Linked DNA regions of Mus musculus: region 1 is linked to region 2. A link is a contact called in public HiChIP or PLAC-seq data. All regions are on one chromosome and are shown on one strand. Each heading gives the region's core, a stretch centred on a gene start, on an enhancer-like site or on the middle of the called end of the contact. The rest is flanking DNA. Distances are from core to core; before and after follow the strand shown.

Region 1 (4,452 bases), core at 204-2,703, 150 kb before region 2:
GTGAGATTGGGGTTCAACTGGAGTAGAAAGTATATAAAATAGGAGGGTGCCATTGCTTTAATATTAATCATATACCACATCTTGAGGGAAAGTAAGTTTAAAGCCTGTCTAAGACATTTAAAATAAAAGCTTTGTGACACACAATGTGTAGCAGGGGACTAGTTGAGAGAAGAATGAGGATAGTTACATGACAGAAAACATCGTCCTTTATTTTTCTGTTCTCAAATATGCAGCATTACTAAGTCAAATACTGACAAGTCACTAAAAGTGTTCTGTGGAAGTTGTTCCTAAATGTTAGAACCTGTTTAGAAGGAAACCAGCAGTCACCATGGGTATTAACCCCAGGTCTGAAACTGGTAGGATTAGAGTAGATGGACTATAAATGTGCTCCACCTTAAGCCATCTGGCAACATTCGTCTTGTGTGTCTTCATTTATTCAGCTGATCATCAAGATGCTAACCTATCTAAACACTGTGGTCTAAGTAATCTTAAAGAATTTTCATAAAAAGAAAAAAATAAGCAGTTGGGCCAGGATGTTACCTGCTTCCTTGATCAAAATTGTGTTGGTTTTTGCTATCCTTCTCTACTGGGCTATAGAATTTTCTCCAGTTTCTAGCACTCTCATGCACCATCCTAATTTCCAAATCTCCTGTGTTCAAAGACTCACTCTATCCAGGCTTATACAATAAAATCAGGAGATAAGAAAAAAAAAAAAACACTTTGGAATAGGGCTTAGGGCTAAGGGAATCCAAAGCACTATTGGTTTGCTTTCCTCCCAAAGGATACATGAACTGAGCAATAAGAAAAAATCCTTCCCTACTCTCTTCTTATGTGACCAACCATCTCCTTTATAAGCAGGTGATTATTTACAAATCTGATCTTATAAAGTGGTTTAGAACTGAGTCCCATTTGGAGTCACTCCACACTGTATTTTTGTGTTTCTCCCGTGACTTATGAGAGTGATTTAACTGTGAAACATTCCAAGCATTTAAACAAAGAATGGTTGTAATTTAAAAGATAAGAAAGCAACCGTGGCTAAAACACAGGGCAAGGGTTATGAAAACACTCACCTAAGCCAAGTTTATCTCAGAAGGAAGAGGAAACAGAATGCAGGCTAAGCAGAGTTTTCTAAAATTGGACCAGGTCACCCGGGGCGACTGCGAATTAAGAGTAAACACCTCTGCCCTCCTCTTTTCAAAATGCCTTGTCTGTATGTGCAGAAATGTACCTTAAACGACAAAAAGTCACAGAGTACTGCTTTTCATATTTCAAATAAGATTCATATTTGCCAGTTAAAACAGTTCTGTGGAATCCAGAAAGACAAATGAGAGGCAAGAAGAGAGAAAGAGAGGGAAGTGGGAGAAGCATCCCAGAAGGCTTTTTCTGGAACCTCTTCAGCTACAGAGGAGGTGGGGCCAGCCTGAGCCTAGCGTGCCATTCTTGAAGCACCCTTGGGGTGACTCATTTGTTTTATCGTTTCTCATGAAATCGAGAGGTGGTGGCCATCACTGGAGAGTAAAGTGTGACATGCTGACTGATCTCATTACTTAACAAAGGAAAGCAATCACACGCAAGGAGCAGAAACTCCCCACTCCTCTACTCCCAGGGGCTTCATAGAAAGGCTATTTCCACCCAAGAAGACAGGTGTCAAATGAAAACATGGTCAAGAAGAAGAGAATAAACATCTTTTTATAAAAATGTAACACTAGTAATGAACAATCGGGATTTCCACCACTCCCCTCACTGCAGAATTTATCTTCGTATTTTTAAAGTTCTCTCCTTTTCTAAATGTAACACACAGCTTTTAATTGTCCAAAGATCCCCTTGTGGTTTACTTCCTCTCAAATAGATACAACTCTAATAGAGCAATAGGATAAAAATGTCACATGTCTGTCCTAGAGATTGCTGGGGTTCGAGAAGTAATACCCCAAGTATGTCACTTGAGCATGCTGAAAACTTTGAGCTAAGCAGAATAGGAAGACCTCGGAACCAAGGTCTGTAACCTTCTGCCCTCTCACTCTAACTCCCTATTCTCTCAAGGTGTGGGGAGAAGCTTTTCCTGACATGTTTCATATGCCAAAAGATGCACAAGTCACTGCCATTGTCCTGAGTCCCCTCTGAAGGAATTGCCTCCATGTGGAAGAAAGCAAATTACATTGCAGAAAAGATGGAAGATACACCGTCTACTGTGACAGGCAGGCTCTGTCACAGACTGTCACCAGGTCTTCAGAGAGATGCTCAGACACAACTTGTCTGTGTAGCAAATCGGCCTTGTTTCCATTCCACTGGCTCAGCACAGGCTCCATCTCAATCTTCTTGAAGATGCTCCAAGCTCCTACTCTCTTCATCCTCAGGGTGCTTACCTGCAAATATGAGCTGTTCGTCATGTATCATGTCTGCGGGACGTTTGTGCATGCGTGCAATTTAAATGGTTTTTCTCTGGTCAGTCTGTCTATGGTCCGTTTATTTAGATTTATTTATTAAAACATCAAAGAGAGTGGGAGGAGGTTTCCATCGTCATCAGACACCAATGAGCTAAAAGAAGGAAGTGATCATACAGCAAGGAAACACGGAAGAAGTCAGCTTCCCTCTCTCCTGGAGCAATGGGGGCATTAATTTAGCCTGAGCTAAAATAAATGGCAGAGACAGGTTTCTGATGTTGTGCCACACTTGGAAAAGAAAGAGCACAGCTTTCGTGGGTCATTTACTGGGGTAAAATGGATAAATGTACTTCACTAAATATGTTCCAGACATATCTAAGTTGTCCTTAAAACAATAAGATAAACTAATTCTTCAGTCTTATAGATGGGAAGGTAAGCGCATCCCATTCAGGGACAAGCAGAGACAAACTGGCAGAATCCAGGCAGGCAGACCTCAATGCATGTCTGCGGCTTGCATGCTTCAGGGGCATCGTTCTCTTTGTGAGTAATAACCAAAATCTTGGCATCACTTCAGAGCAAAGAGCAGAGGATGTACTGTACTGCAGAGCCTCCTTCACTGTGCTGGGAAGATACTTGTCACTCAGGTAAGAAAAATAAGTCTCGGGGCGTTCTCACAATCACTCACACAGGAAGTAATCCAGCCATGGCCAGGACCCAGAGCCGATGCCTTCAATCAGTGTTTCCTCTTGACTCTGGGGGTTGCCCCCTCCCCCCCTGGCGATCTGTGAGAAAACTGTAGATCACACCAGCTCTCACACCCATCCAGAGCCAGAGCCAGAGCCTTTAGCCCAGCAGCTTATGGCTTTCTTCTCCCTACAACGATTTTTGTCTTTTTTGGACTTTAGCACTTGACTCTTTCATAGGCCATCTGCACTTCCAAGTAACAAAGGATTGGAGGTGGTATTTTGGTATGGTTTTAATGAAGGCTTTATTTTATACAGAAAGTTTAGCTCCCCAAAAGACTGCAGGGAGGTGCACTCATAACCTCTCTGTTATTTACCTCCCAGCAGCCAGTTTGAGGTAAATCCATTGCAACCGATGGACATACATTGCCATGTCTCTCCCATTTAGTCTCATAGAGCAGCTTGGGGTTCACATGTCACATTATATATTGCATGTTTTGGGGCATCAGCATTATAAGCCACAGAGTGGTTCGCTGCACTAAACATCCTTTGTATTCTTTCTTTTCAACTCCCTCACTCCTCAGCTATTGGTCTTTTTCACTGAGGAGTTACTAACAGTTTGTGTGAAACAAAAAATAAACCAGCAAGCTAGTGTAAGATTCCAGAGAGCCTTAGATTACCAGGGAGCCCCTGAGTGAACCACGTGGAGCCAGGATCGATGCAAAAAGCAAGAGGAATTTGTTGTTCCAGTGCACTGGGGTCGTCCCAGACCCGAAGGAGAGGCGGCGACCCCCAGTACCCATTCGGTGAGTTTTTGTATGGTTTCCAGGGACAGAACAGAGCATCAGCAACTAGGCACAATAAGATTGGTGGAACAGCGCACCCTTTAAACTGATTGGTCTTTAGGGAATAAGGTGACAAGGTCTTCCCTTGTCTGAAGGTGAACAACGGTCAGTCCTGCAGAATGTGTTCCCATCTGAAGGTGGGTTCCTGCCCTGTGGTCTGAGAAACGTTAATTAGTCTCTCCCTTCTGGAGGGGTGAGTGTTTCATGACCTTCGAAAAGTTCCTGAGCAAATCTTATCACTAGATGCCCAATGTAATGTGTCTGCAACTTGGAAGAGTCGTGAGGATCACTTGAGGTCTACTTGTAAGCCAGCTTGGGCAATAAAGCAGATTCCATCTCATACAAACCTAATTAACTTCTTAATTGATTAATCAATTAATTAATTAAAAAAATAAGATGGAGAAAGTAAGAAGAGAGAAAGGCATTAATAAGTATAGAAGGTAATATAGATGCGGCCTAAAGAAGACCTAAAGAAAAACTTCATTAACTTTATTCATGACTTAAAGGCACACCTCTGTGTCCCATCTGTCCCTACATCTGGAT
Region 2 (4,183 bases), core at 66-2,565:
CACACACACACACACACACACACACACACACACACATACACACACACACACCTCCATAACATAGTAGATTGTCACCTCACTGCTTGCTGGGTGGCTGTCCCCATGTTCCCTAAAACACATGCAGATTATGACAATACTTAGGCCCCAAGATTTTAGATCAGACTTTATAATCTCTGATATACTTAATAGTTTCTCCTAAGCATGTGTTTCATAATAAATGCTTGAAATTTTTAAATAGTTGTAGTGGCTATTCCTGGTTGTCAACTTGACTATATTTGGAATGAACTACAATCCAGAATTGGAAGGCTCACCAGTGACCCTTATCTGGAGGCTTGGAGATAGAAGTTTCTGATCTGGATCTTGGTATGGATTTCTTGAGGCATAGTGGCTATGGATTCCAGAAGATTAAATCTCCGAGTTCAAGGGCATCTGGGATTAAGGGTGTGGTGGAACACACCTTTAATCTGGGCTACACCTTCTGCTGGAGACAATATAAGGACATTGGAAGAAGGGAGTCTCACTCTTGCTCCCTCACCTGCTTGCCGTGAGGGACTGAGTGACTACTAGATCTTTGGATTTCCATTTACAGCTACTACTGAACCATTGTTGGAAATTGGACTGCAGACTGGCTCAAATCTGGATATTGATTCACTGGCCGTTTACCACGATCTAATGTAGCCTTCCTTTCATTTGTTTGAGAATTTTTCTGCTTATACAGATAAAACAAATATGCAGTAGGCTTCCTATGTATTTCGTTCCTGGAAACACCATGATTGATTAGCCAGTACCAAAGGTCCAAGAGAGTCATGCCATTATAAATTTCACCTCTCCTGTGCTGACCATTACTGGGTATGTTATTATAAACATTGTTTTGTCTATGCTGTCCATTATAATAACTAGGATCACCTTGTCTCTGGCGATTCAATGTTGCCACCTGGCCCTTGTTACCTCAGAATCCAATTAAACCCAGTGAATTTAATTCATCTAATTGAGCAGAAGCATCTCCAATGCTAAGGTCTGGCACAAGGAAAAGGGAAAGAACAAAACCCTTCAAATGTGCTGGTGCCCCTCTCACCAGTTTGCGTCTTATAGAGCTGGTAAAGGTCATATCTTCTGGACCTTTCCATTGTGGAAGATTAGGTTTTACACAATATATCCACTCTAGCATTGCAATTTCCCTAAGTCATCAATAAATTCCTTTACTATATAGAGACTATCCATAAGTTCTGTGACTCTAGAGAACCCTAAGTAAACAATAGTGATGTGTTCTGAATCTGAAACCACAGGTAGCTGCGTCATTGTGGAATGTCTGGCTTTGTGGGATATGCCACCGGTTTTAGCTGCTGTCTCTAATCCTTAACACAATGTTGGAGGTAGCCTTTGCCATTCAGACTTCACAAATGGCAAAACTCCAAGTAGGAAGTTGTAAAATTCTCTCCCTATTTGTGCTGATAAACTACAGGACCGGGACTCTGAACATCAGACTTCAAGCCATCATATATAAAGTCACATATTAAAACATCTGTTAGGGGAAACAAGAAATGATTGTCAGAAGAAGGAAGGGCAAACTTATAAGCCCAGACAAAGACAAACAAAACAAAATGCTTGGAGTTTTCCTTGCAGTAATCATGTGGCTACAAAGCCATGGTGGATATTCAGATCTATTGAAATGAACTAAAGCTACACTGTTACTCAATTTGCTGAGGTCAGGCAAACTTCCTGTTTTTCATAATTTTTGATCAAGCTTACTCTGACCATCATAAAATCATCAGCATTTCCAGTAGTTGCCCCTGAGTATCTAGCCCATGAAATCAATCATTCTTTTTGACACTTCTCAGGAAGTTTAGCTAAATGTAGTTCCTCACAACGCCCAACTATAAAACACTCTTGATTTAATGACTCACAGAGCAAAACAAACTCCTTTTGCCAATAGGATATTCTATGAACTACCCAGGAATATATGTAAATAAATGTTGCACTTCTTCTTGTGCTTTAGTCTGGGGTCCCCAAGCAAATGACAATTGTAGCCCCTTCAGTCTAAAGAAAACATTAAAAAAAAAAAAAAACTTTAGTGTCAAAGGTAAGTGCAAGAAAAGGGGAAAAATAAGATGGGAGTAATTCCTCAAATTCTCAAGTGAACTAGAAACTTACTTAGAGCAAACGTTGCTGTCAGAGACACTGCTGTCATCGATGGCATCACCGCATTCACGTCTCCCACACTCACCCAGAAATTAAGGTACTGACTCCCCTACAACCCCAGGGTGCTTTGCATTGCCCAGCCCTTTCCGCTCTGCCGTTCTCCTACATAGAAACAGACATGGCGCCAGTTGGAATGTCATGATCCTGAAACCCCACTTCCACAGGGATTGGCAGCACTGAGTGGACACTTGGTTCAACCAGCCAGCATGCAAGATGCAGAGACACAAGGCCCCTCATCCCTTGTCTGGCCCCATCAGGCCCATTGTGAGGTGCTCTACAGTTAGATACCACACCAAGGTCCGGCCTGGCAGAGGCTTCAGCCTGGAGGAACTCAGGGTGGCTGGGATCCACAAGAAAATGGCTCAGACCACTAGCATCTCTGTAGACCCAAGGAGGCAAAACGAATCCACTGAATCTGCAGTCCAACGTGCAGCGCCTGAAGGAGTATAGCTCCAAGCTCATACTTTTCCCCCAGGAAGCCTTCTGCTCCTAAGAAGGAAGACAGTTGAAGATCTGAAATTGACCACCCAGTTGACAAGGACCCGTGATGCCCATCCAGAATGTATACAAAAAGGAAAAGGCCAGAATCATCACCGAAGAGAAGAACTTTAAGGCTTTTGCCAGTCTCTGAATGGCCGATGCCAATGCCCAGCTCTTTGGTATCTGAGCAAAAAGGGCGACGGAAGCTGCAGAGCAAGACGTTGAAAAGAAAAAGTAACGTACGGTTGGAGAGTTGCAAAAAAATTTTCCAGAAAGAAAAAGAAAGAGAGAGAGAGAGAGAGAGAGAGAGAGAGAGAGAAACAAAGAAAGAAAAGAAGAAAGGAAGAAACAAAGAAACTAGGGAGGGCACTAGGTTGCAAAATCCCCAAACAGTTTCAAGCCCACTAAGACATACTTTCTCAGCCCATTCTGGGATACATTCCAAAAGCTCTCCTAGTTACCCAATACACCACCTCTTCTCCATGTCTAGCCCTCCCCTCTCCCACCTGACACCCATATCCCTCTAGCCTGTGGTGAGTGGGGTTGGTTCTAAAAGGAAGGTAAGGATATAAACCACTTCCCTAACACCTGGGAAGGAGAACAAAAATACTTTAGCTTAATTTTCATGACTATGAACGAAGAAGGATTGTTTCACTTTGTGCTGTTTAAGTTACTAATATCCTCACTCATCACTTTAATAATTCAGTGCCACATTTGGGAGTTATATTTGTGTGTGTGTGTGTGTGTGTGTGTGTGTGTGAGAGAGAGAGAGAGAGAGAGAGAGAGAGAGAGAGAGAGAGAGAGAATGAGAACAAAAAAATAAAGATTTTAAAAATAAATTACTTAGTAAATCCCAAACTTATAAGACATAAATTTATAACACTTATATAAATTATAAATCTATTAAAAGAAAGTAGAAAGACTTGGAGAAGTATGGCCCTGGCTTTTCATTCTGACTCCCTAAGCACTAGCTGAGCTATAGGACTAGGTAAACAATCAATTTCATCATTGAAATGTAGTAATGATATGACCTCAGAAAGCTGCCAGAAGTTTTAAGACATGATAGCTCCGTAGTTGACGGTCTGAGTAGCCACTGAGGAGTAAAGGGACCTCCTTTACCTTTCTGTAATCTTTCAGTCCGAAAGAATTGTACAGTTTTTGTTGTTGCTGTTATTTTTGCCTTTTCAACAAATTAACAAATGCTTTGAAGTATTACAGTATCATATGATCCAACTTGGAATTTGTGCTGTGTCACATGGACCCCTCATTAAAGGACTGGGCTCAGAATGCAGATTGGTGGTAGAACACTTTGTCCTGGTGTATTAGTTTTCTGTCGCAAACTTCTTTTAAAAGGTATTTATTGTGGCTTTGGGTTACAGAGGGATAAGGGTCCATGAGGATGGGGAGAAAAGGCTGCAAACTGTAAGTAAGCATAACCACACGAACAGGGATGTTTAACTGCAGGCCGGAAGCAGACAGAGCAAACCGGAAGTAGCTTGAGGCT

Evidence for each region. HiChIP or PLAC-seq counts read pairs in DNA pulled down with a chosen protein or histone mark.
Region 1: a contact with region 2 is called in an HNF4G HiChIP or PLAC-seq map of pancreatic cancer cells. The contact joins two enhancer-like sites. A contact is called at or near these places in 3 of 115 datasets of contacts at active chromatin or transcription factors (effector CD8 T cells, memory CD8 T cells and pancreatic cancer cells) and 2 of 9 other capture datasets (adipose tissue and liver).

What each region holds. Positions count from the first base shown.
Region 1 is chr16:58,700,577-58,705,028 of GRCm38.p6, reverse strand. No RefSeq gene overlaps it. Among named protein-coding and RNA genes, the nearest start is that of Gpr15, 16 kb to the left of the region's middle. Within about 2 kb of position 1,453, at least 81 of the 459 cell types and tissues checked have an H3K27ac peak or open chromatin away from gene starts, as enhancers often do. A contact at or near this core is called in pancreatic cancer cells, where this site is marked.
Region 2 is chr16:58,553,848-58,558,030 of GRCm38.p6, reverse strand. It overlaps the pseudogene Gm20942. Among named protein-coding and RNA genes, the nearest start is that of St3gal6, 33 kb to the right of the region's middle. Within about 2 kb of position 1,315, at least 21 of the 459 cell types and tissues checked have an H3K27ac peak or open chromatin away from gene starts, as enhancers often do. A contact at or near this core is called in pancreatic cancer cells, where this site is marked.